2 separate regions of the Zea mays genome follow, and region 1 is linked to region 2. The links are chromatin contacts, called in public Hi-C maps. All regions are on one chromosome and are shown on one strand. Each heading gives the region's core, a stretch centred on a gene start, on an enhancer-like site or on the middle of the called end of the contact. The rest is flanking DNA. Distances are from core to core; before and after follow the strand shown.

What was found. A called contact is a pair of places that touch in the nucleus more often than the background predicts.
Region 1: a contact with region 2 is called in a Hi-C map of leaf, with 4 times the contacts expected there. The contact joins the promoter of LOC103634210 here to the enhancer-like site in region 2. A contact is called at or near these places in 5 of 25 Hi-C or Micro-C datasets (bundle sheath, leaf and tassel).

What each region holds. Positions count from the first base shown.
Region 1 is chr7:139,382,894-139,387,215 of Zm-B73-REFERENCE-NAM-5.0, forward strand. It overlaps LOC103634210, which reads right to left and starts at 1,259. Exons shown (of 2, transcript XM_008655792.1): 1 at 1,123-1,259. The coding sequence starts at 1,259. It overlaps LOC103632943 (titin homolog), which reads left to right and starts at 817. Exons shown (of 9, transcript XM_008654653.3): 1 at 817-1,240; 2 at 1,463-3,623; 3 at 3,747-3,961; 4 at 4,070-4,228; 5 at 4,322. The coding sequence starts at 1,493.
Region 2 is chr7:139,279,582-139,283,447 of Zm-B73-REFERENCE-NAM-5.0, forward strand. No RefSeq gene overlaps it. Among protein-coding and RNA genes, the nearest start is that of LOC103632941, 17 kb to the left of the region's middle. Within about 2 kb of position 1,415, at least 10 of the 20 cell types and tissues checked have an H3K27ac peak or open chromatin away from gene starts, as enhancers often do. A contact at or near this core is called in bundle sheath, leaf and tassel, where this site is marked.

The DNA.
Region 1 (4,322 bases), core at 9-2,508, 100 kb after region 2:
TCACTAAAAATATAGGTACTCATTTATTTACTCTACTAATATATTAAAATTTTAAGTTCTAATTTATTCTATGTTAATGGATATAAAAAGAGAAAAATTATCATTTTAATCCTTCATATCGAATAGAGTTTTTCCTTAACATAGAACGAAGTAAAACTTTAAATTTGATGTATTGATAGCGCAAATAATAAAAATATATTTTTTATAAAAAATATCATGACTTTTATTAGTGTGATTGTACGAGGAGTGAAAAAAAAACTTAATTGCACGACAGTTTTTCTCATAAAATTATGTATCCCGGATTGTGGTAGGATGGCCGTGAGGAGATGAATTGTAGCGATGCCCTATGAACCTATATATGTTGCACACAACCTAGATAAAAAAAGACAACATCATAAAAACCTCTAAATAAACACTCTCTCTCTCTCTCTCTCTCTCTCTCTATATATATATATATATATATATATATATATATATATATATATATATATATATATATATATATATATATATATATATATATATATATATATATATATATATATATATATATATATATATGCTAAATGAAGATAAATGCATTCCAACGTAGGAAGGCATGTGCAAAAGCAGTCATAGGCTAGCTATTTTCTTCAAACATAAGACTATTCTCCACGCTTAAAATAGGAGCACATATCACCATTCTCATGGGCCGAAAAAGTATAAAAGAAAAGCGCAAAAGGCCATGATGAGCTTCTAGAACTGCTTGACCTGAGTACGGTCCCAATCCCAACTTCCCCAGGCCTCCAAAAATCTCACGGCGACGACGTCACCCGAGCCCCGAGCCTGACGCAGCAGGAGACGCCGGCCGTTTCGAGACCGAGACTGTCGGTGGTGTGGCTCGTGCTGTGCCGTACCCGTATCCAAACTAATTCCGTGGCCGCGGTCGCTACTATCCCGGACGCGGGATTCTACGGCAAGCTTATCGTAGCGCGAATATAAATCCAGATCCCATCTGGGTTAAAGGCCTAAAAATCGCGTCCTCGAAAACCTCTAGTCTAGTTCCGAAAGCGCGCACACAACGACTACAGGAGAAGACACGCGCGACGGCCACGGCCAGGTAGAGACAGATCCATCTCTCACCTCGCCCCACCGCCCTCGCCGATCGGGGTCCGCCGACCCCCAGATCGCTTCTTCGCTTCGGTAGGTGGCCGAGTGTACGCGTACGAGGAGCCTCCCGGATCCCGCCTCGCCGTCGTCTGTAAGATCTTCTCGCACATCTCGATCTCTCTATTGGAGCTTTGGGTTTCGTCTGTCTGTCTGTCTGTCTCTCTCTTTGCGAGGTTTGGGTTTTGTGTCGTGGAGCGGTGGAGGTGCCGTGGGAGCCTTTGGTTAATCCAGGGTGATCTCTGATCTGCGATCTGTGTTGGGGCGTATGGCTCTGGCGTCTTAACAGATGACGTGTTTTTGCTGTGGCGTGCAGGATCGGGGCGCGATCCGCGGGGAAACAGCAATGACGGCGGAGGGGACGGCGTGCAACGGCGCCGGCGAGGCGCCGAAGGCGGAATTCGTGCCCGAGAAGGTGGTCACCGCGTCGCTGGAGGAGAAGGCGGCCGGGGAGCGCGAGGGCGAGGACGTCGGCGGGCCTTTTGTGGTCGTGAACGGCGGCGATTCTGACGGGCACTCCGACCGTGGCTCAGATCTGGGCAAGGCGTCCGGCGAGGAGTCGTCGTCCGAGGAGGAGGACGTGCCCGGCTCCAATGTAGCTCCGGACTTGGCCGTGGGCGGAGATCACGGGTCCGCCCGAGGGGAAGTGAGTGCTCAGGGTGCGGCACTCGGTGCTTCGTCGGCGGACGGCAGTGGTCGTGCTTCCGACGGCGCTGAGGGTGGCGCGGATGAGGGCAAAGGCGAACCAAGTTCCGATTTTGATGCTGAAGCGGCGCCGCAGGAGGACGTTGGTGAAGAGGACGGTGGGGCAGCTGCTCTGGCGTCCAGCGGGTGCGAACCTGCCATCACCGGTGCTGATTCTGAGGCGGCACCAGCTGTGGATGATGAGGTTGAAGGCAAGGAGGGCACGGTGGATGGAAGTGCTGTTGCTGATGTCGCTGAAGCGGTGGTGCATCAGGAAGTTAGCACAGAGCATGATGATGCCCTAACGCTTCCCAAGTCTTCTGCTTCCATGGAGTCCGAGGTTATTAGAGAGGATAACAAAGAACAGAGCACCGCTGATATTGTGGGGCCACATGAGCAGGGTACATGTGGGGCAAGTGCTTTGGTGGAGAATGAGCATCTTTGTGCTGACATGAGGGCTGATTCATTTGTAGCTGTTACTGAGCCTGACAGTCAAGAGGATTATGCTGTGGAGTCCTGCATGCGCGATGATGTCCTAATTTGTACCGAGTCTGGTTCTGCCGACATCGAGTCTGAGGTTAATGGAAAGGATAGCAAACAAGAACAGAGCAATGCTGATGTCGTGGAGGTCATAGGGCAGGGTGTAGTTAGGGCAGATGCGCTGATGGCAAATGGGCATCTTTGTGCCGACATCCAAGCAGATTCTTCTGAAGCTGCTACTAAGCCTGATAACATTGCTAATGAGAGCAAACTGACTGAAGTTGCAGAATCAGGAGAGGATGCTGCTGCCAGTGGAGAACTGGATGCCATCGATGCATCATCACAAACCAATGGGCATATTTATGTTGCCTCGGGTGCTGATTCTTTTATAATTGCTTCTGAGTCCAAGTCTCATTCCTTTGAGACGGATGGACAAGAAACTGATCAGCAAGAAGAGGAAGTTCCACAAACTGAAGCTGAACTATTGGATGGAGTGCTAAAACCAACTGAAAGGAACTGTGCACGCAGTGTTGAGGAACTCATAGGAGAGGAAGTTGACACAGATGGGCATCCCAGTGTAGACGGTACAGCTGATGCTTCTGGGGAGCAAGAAGCCAAGCCCATGCAGGTAGAAGGTGAGGCCACATGTGGTATTCTCGAATTTGAAGAAGTGGATAAGGATGGTGAGGATAGTTTGTGTAATGACTGCATGGTTGGTGTTGTTTCCTCTAATGAGGAAACAGAGCTTCCTATGAAGGAAAGAACAGATGAAGCTGTCCCCAGTGTTAATGTTGGCGAGTCAGAGCAAGTAACTGAGGATACAAGCCAAGATATCATGCAGGGTGGATTGGCCAGGGGAGTTTTTATAGGCACAATTTTTGTTAAGCCAGTATCAGATCCTCATGTTGAATCAAGCCTCGTACATAAAGTCAAGGCAGAAGTTCATTTAGTTGATGAAATCACAGCAGCAGATTTGAAAGCTGAAAATATGGTCGAAGTGAAAAGAACAGATCGTGAAGTTGACGAAATAGAGGTAAAAGCGCCAGGTACTCACGAAATTGGGAATTCTTCAGAAGTAGAACCGAAGGAAGAGTTTGAGATGGAGGTTGATGATGCTGTTTCATTGCATGAAGCTGCAGCTTCTGCATCAGAAAATGGTTCTGAAGAAAAATCTAGCAACATTGCTGTTGATCAAGTTGAACCTGTCAACCTGAATGTAGATGAACTCGCGGTAGATGATGATCAACCCAGTTTTAATCCAGGTTATGGATCTGCTAAATCTTCTGATGTGGCCGAAACAAAAAATGTGGAAGGTATCTGACCATTATTTTCTGGCTATCCATTTTATTTTTTTGAATTTAAATGTATTAATCTCCTTAAATGCTACCTATAACCCGCATGGGAGTTAAACAGTCACATTTATAATCCTTGAGCAGCACAAGTGACAGAACAGAAGGGCAATGCACACCATGCTTCAGGTGAGTGGCATGGAGATCATACGCAAGTCATTGGACCACAGAGGATCTACATAATTAAAGTTCCAAAATTTGCCGGTGATGATCTCTGGGATAAGATCCAGGCTGCACAGGCTCACTTAGACCAACTGACCCAGGAAAGAGACGCAATTAACCGCCGTAGGCAAAAACAAAAGGTAATAATAACCTTCCAAATATTTTTTTCCAAACAAACCTCCAAATGTTGATCTTCTTTCTTTTTATTCATGTCATGCTTCTTAATTTTTGAAAAAAAAATATTGCAGGCTATATGTGATGAATACAGGGAGAAGTTTGAGGCAGCACGTCAAGAAGAGCGGGAAGCAAGGGCTGCCCATGGAGATAAGAAGAATGATTTAAACAGTGTGCGCTCAGTATTAGAGAAATTGCACCAAGCAAATTCAGTTGAAGAACTTGATGAGCTTGTATGAATTCTTCAATGCTCTACCTACTTTGCTCCCTTCACTTCAAAATTGCACTAATCTTAGTTCATTTTCTTCTTTCCTTTGATGTCTTAGA
Region 2 (3,866 bases), core at 165-2,664:
CTCCTGTGCTTGGAGAACCGTTTTGGTGTCTCTCCACTGTACATGCCCTAAGTATATCGCGGCGGCCCGAATCGTGACACTGCCGACTGGCATGCCCATAGGCCATAGGCCATAGCCCCATACCGATCCACACCATGCATTCCTATATTTCAATGTATTATTCCGTAGTATATCAGTAGTGCAAGTGCATGGCGAGACTCCAGATAACCGCGCGCGGGCCAAATGAATGAATGCTAGCTAGCTGTAGTTTTCGGTCAGACGATATGCTCCAGAGCCGACCGCCCTGCAGGATGGGCTGGGATGTTGAGTACTCGACAAAAGAAGGGCAATTAACTGAAGACGGCGATAGTCAAATGCTCGTTTTTTTTTGTTTTTTTTTCCCTTCCCCCGTTTACGCGAGCGAAGGTCAGACCACAAGAAAAGTGTTAATACAAATTTAGTAGTAATCGGGAGACCCTAGCTATATATTGTTTCGCCACTATTTGACTCGTGATCACTCTGTACATGCTAATAATACTGCATATATGTACTGACGACGTACTGTATAAGCACGTACGTACGACTTAATTTAGTAGTAATAATACTGCATAAGTACGTGCGTACATGCATATTCGTCTAGGACACGGCCACAGCAGCCCACAGGCGGCGGCTAAATAATAAGGTAGGGGTCGGCAAAGGATTTTATTTACGCTTGATTTGCACTACTCGTCGTCGTCGGCCGTACTAGCCTACTACTAGTACTAGAAGGAACGCGCGCAATGTATTCGTACGTAGTACGTTACGTACCTATACCCGTCTGTACGTACCAAAAAAAACGGCGACAACAAAATGAGTGTGCGACGTCGTCGTCGTCGTCGACGACGATTCAGTCGGGACTTGATCGGAAATGCGGTTTGATGAAGAAAGAAAGCTGGCTGACGCCGCTGCTCGATCGTGTAGCGGCTTTGCGACGACCCCTTTTATGGCACTGTGTGGATGTGGACACGTAACAAAACTCTCTCTCTCTCTACAAAACGTGGCCTCGTCGTTACCGCACCATGCATGCAGTCAGTTTTCAGTCGCATTCCACGTCCGCGTCGAGTTTCAGACAAGTTTTCCTTCAACCACTACTTACACTCCCTCGTCCCTCCATATAAATTTAAAAGTTATTTTGTTTTTTCCTAGCTATATATTAGACGTATATATATATAGTATAGATATCTAGGCACATGCGTGGTAGAATAGATGTATCTGCATACATGGTAGAGATTTATAAAGGTGGCTTGGGAAGATCGAACCCTTTAGATTATATTTATAGTGACAGACTACTCAGAAATTATTTTCGGATACGGTTTTTTTAAAAAAAAACGTTTCTAGTACACTGTACTACGTACGACTCTACGAGATTCATTGGCCGACGGAAGCGATTTATTATGCATGTATAGCCGACGGCCGGTGGCGATCACTTTAACACGCCTGAGTCTCCTAACTACTACTAGCTATTTATGGAGGTCAAATAAACTAAATAACCTGATGCATGCACAAGTCCGAATTATGATGTCACGTCCATGGGGACTTTGGGACGAGAGGAGGCGGTGGGCCAGGCGGACATCTGCAGTGCAGCGTTCAGCGCTGTACAGGCATGTCATGACTCATGAGTGAGAACTTGATATGTACTCCTAGCTAGTTGTTGCCATTTTTCTTGAATTGTACTGCCTGTTCGTGCACCCGTGCTGGAAAAAGGAGCTAGCCTCAGATCGACCCGATGTAACAGACACGTGGGGGCGCGTTTGGTTCCCTGCATCCTACTCGTAGGCAGGCAGGGGATCCGACCCTCGATTCTTCAAGGGCTCTGGCATTAGCATGGAGCATATCGTACCCAACGGTCGATATCGACCCCATCGATTGTTACAGACTACCTGTCACAACGTATTATCTCCTTGATTCACGTCATTTTGACTAATTGAAGTTCAATAAATCATAGACCTACCATTTAGATAGAGGAGGATGTTTGGATTCATTCATACCCTCACCCTCCAATTTGCTTGTCTTTCTTTTATATTGGAGTCTCTCACTCTATTTGAATATGCATCTTCACCGACTTGCTCAACGATCAATATCCACAAAGTTCCGAGATCCCTGCCGGTGTAGGTCACGTCTACTTCGATGATCTTTCTCCTGTACATCGTGTTGGGAGGATGTTTCTGACCTTCCCCGTTTTCTGAGTCTGCAACCTCTACTTCCATACTGGTCTCCTCCTCTCTATCCTCCGACCATGTGTGGATGCTCCTCCTAATAAAAACTCTACCACCGACAATCCTCCTTCCAACACTAAGGCTCCTACCACATATGCTCCTTCTTCTCAACCTTTCAATTATCCATATCCTTCTCCATACGCGGATGGGTATCCATATGGTGATCCTCCATATGGATCATTGGTGCTCCTCCTTCGTTCGCTCCCCCGTTTGGTGCACCTCCCTCATTTGGTGCTCGTCCTGTGGGGATGGATATCCCCTGGGACCCTGCGACCAGGATTCCTATGTAGGTCGTTAAAGGGCCTTCATGGGTCGGACAGGGTAAACCACGCAGGCTGATCAGTAAGACGTGGCCCAAGGGAGAAGCAGGAATTCAAACGTGCAGACTCGAAGCATCACAACCAACCTCCATGCATACAGGGGTATAAACCCCGCGGAGGATCACACGCTGTCTTATGGGCGGGGAGTCGGGGACAGTTCTGTGGTTGTAGGCTTCAAGATAGCAGCGAGCTTAATTGTATAACCCTAACCCTCTCAAGTGCATAAGGCAGGGTAGGGACCCCCCACAAAACGATTAGATATTTGTCGGCGTTTCGAGACGGGGGGGTCCCTAAGCCGACGAGTGAGTGTGCTGCGTGCCCCAGCCCAGATGGGTCGAGCGCGTGGGCGAGCGCGAAGGGGGGAGAGGCGAGGTGGCCGGAGTCGAGCGTGAGAGAGGTGGAAGTCCCGCGGCCTTCGTGTTCGTCCCGCGCCCAGGTCGGGTGCGCTTGCAGTAGGGGGGTTACAAGCGTCCACGCGGGTGAGGGAAGCGAGCGGCCCCAAGAGAGCGCCTGTCCCGTCCTCGGTCCCGCGCGGCCAACCTTCTCTAAGAAGGCCCTGGTCCTCCCTTTTATAGTCGTAAGGAGAGGATCCAGGTGTACAATGGGGGGTGTAGCAGAGTGCTACGTGTCTAGCGGAGGGAGAGCTAGCGCCCTAGGTACATGCCAATGTGGCAGCCGGAGAGATCTGGGCACCCTGCTGGCGTGATGTCGTGGCTGTCGGAGGTGCGGCGGAGCCTGGCGGAGGGACAGCTGTTGGAGCGGTCGAGTCCCTGCTGACGTCATCCTGCTTCCGTAAGAGAGCTGGGGGCCGCCGTCGTCATAGAGCTTGTGGAGCGCCATCATTGCCCCTCCGGCGGAGCTGGCCGGATGGGACGCCGGTCTTGTTCTCCGTGACCCGAGTCGATTCGGGGTAGGATGATGATGGCGCTTCCTGTTGACGTGGCGGTCTGTGCCCTAGGCAGGGCGACGTGGGGGTTCCTCCGAAGCCGAGGTTGAGTCTGCCTTCCGTTGCCGTGGCCGAGCCCGAGCCATGGGGTCGGGCGAGGCGGAAGTCGTTCGGCCGAGGCCAGGGCGGAGTCCGAGCCCTGGGGTCGGGCGGAGCGGAGTTTCGTCGTCTTCCGGGTCTTAGCCCGAGTCCGAGCCCTAGGGTCGGGCGGAGCGGAGTTTCGTCGTCTTCCGGGTCTTAGCCCAAGTCCGAGCCCTGGGGTCGGGCGGAGCGGAGTTCGCCGTCTTCCGGGTCTTAGCCCGAGTCCGAGCCCTGGGGTCGGGCGGAGCGGAGTTCGCCGTCTTCCGGGTCTTAGCCCGAGTCCGA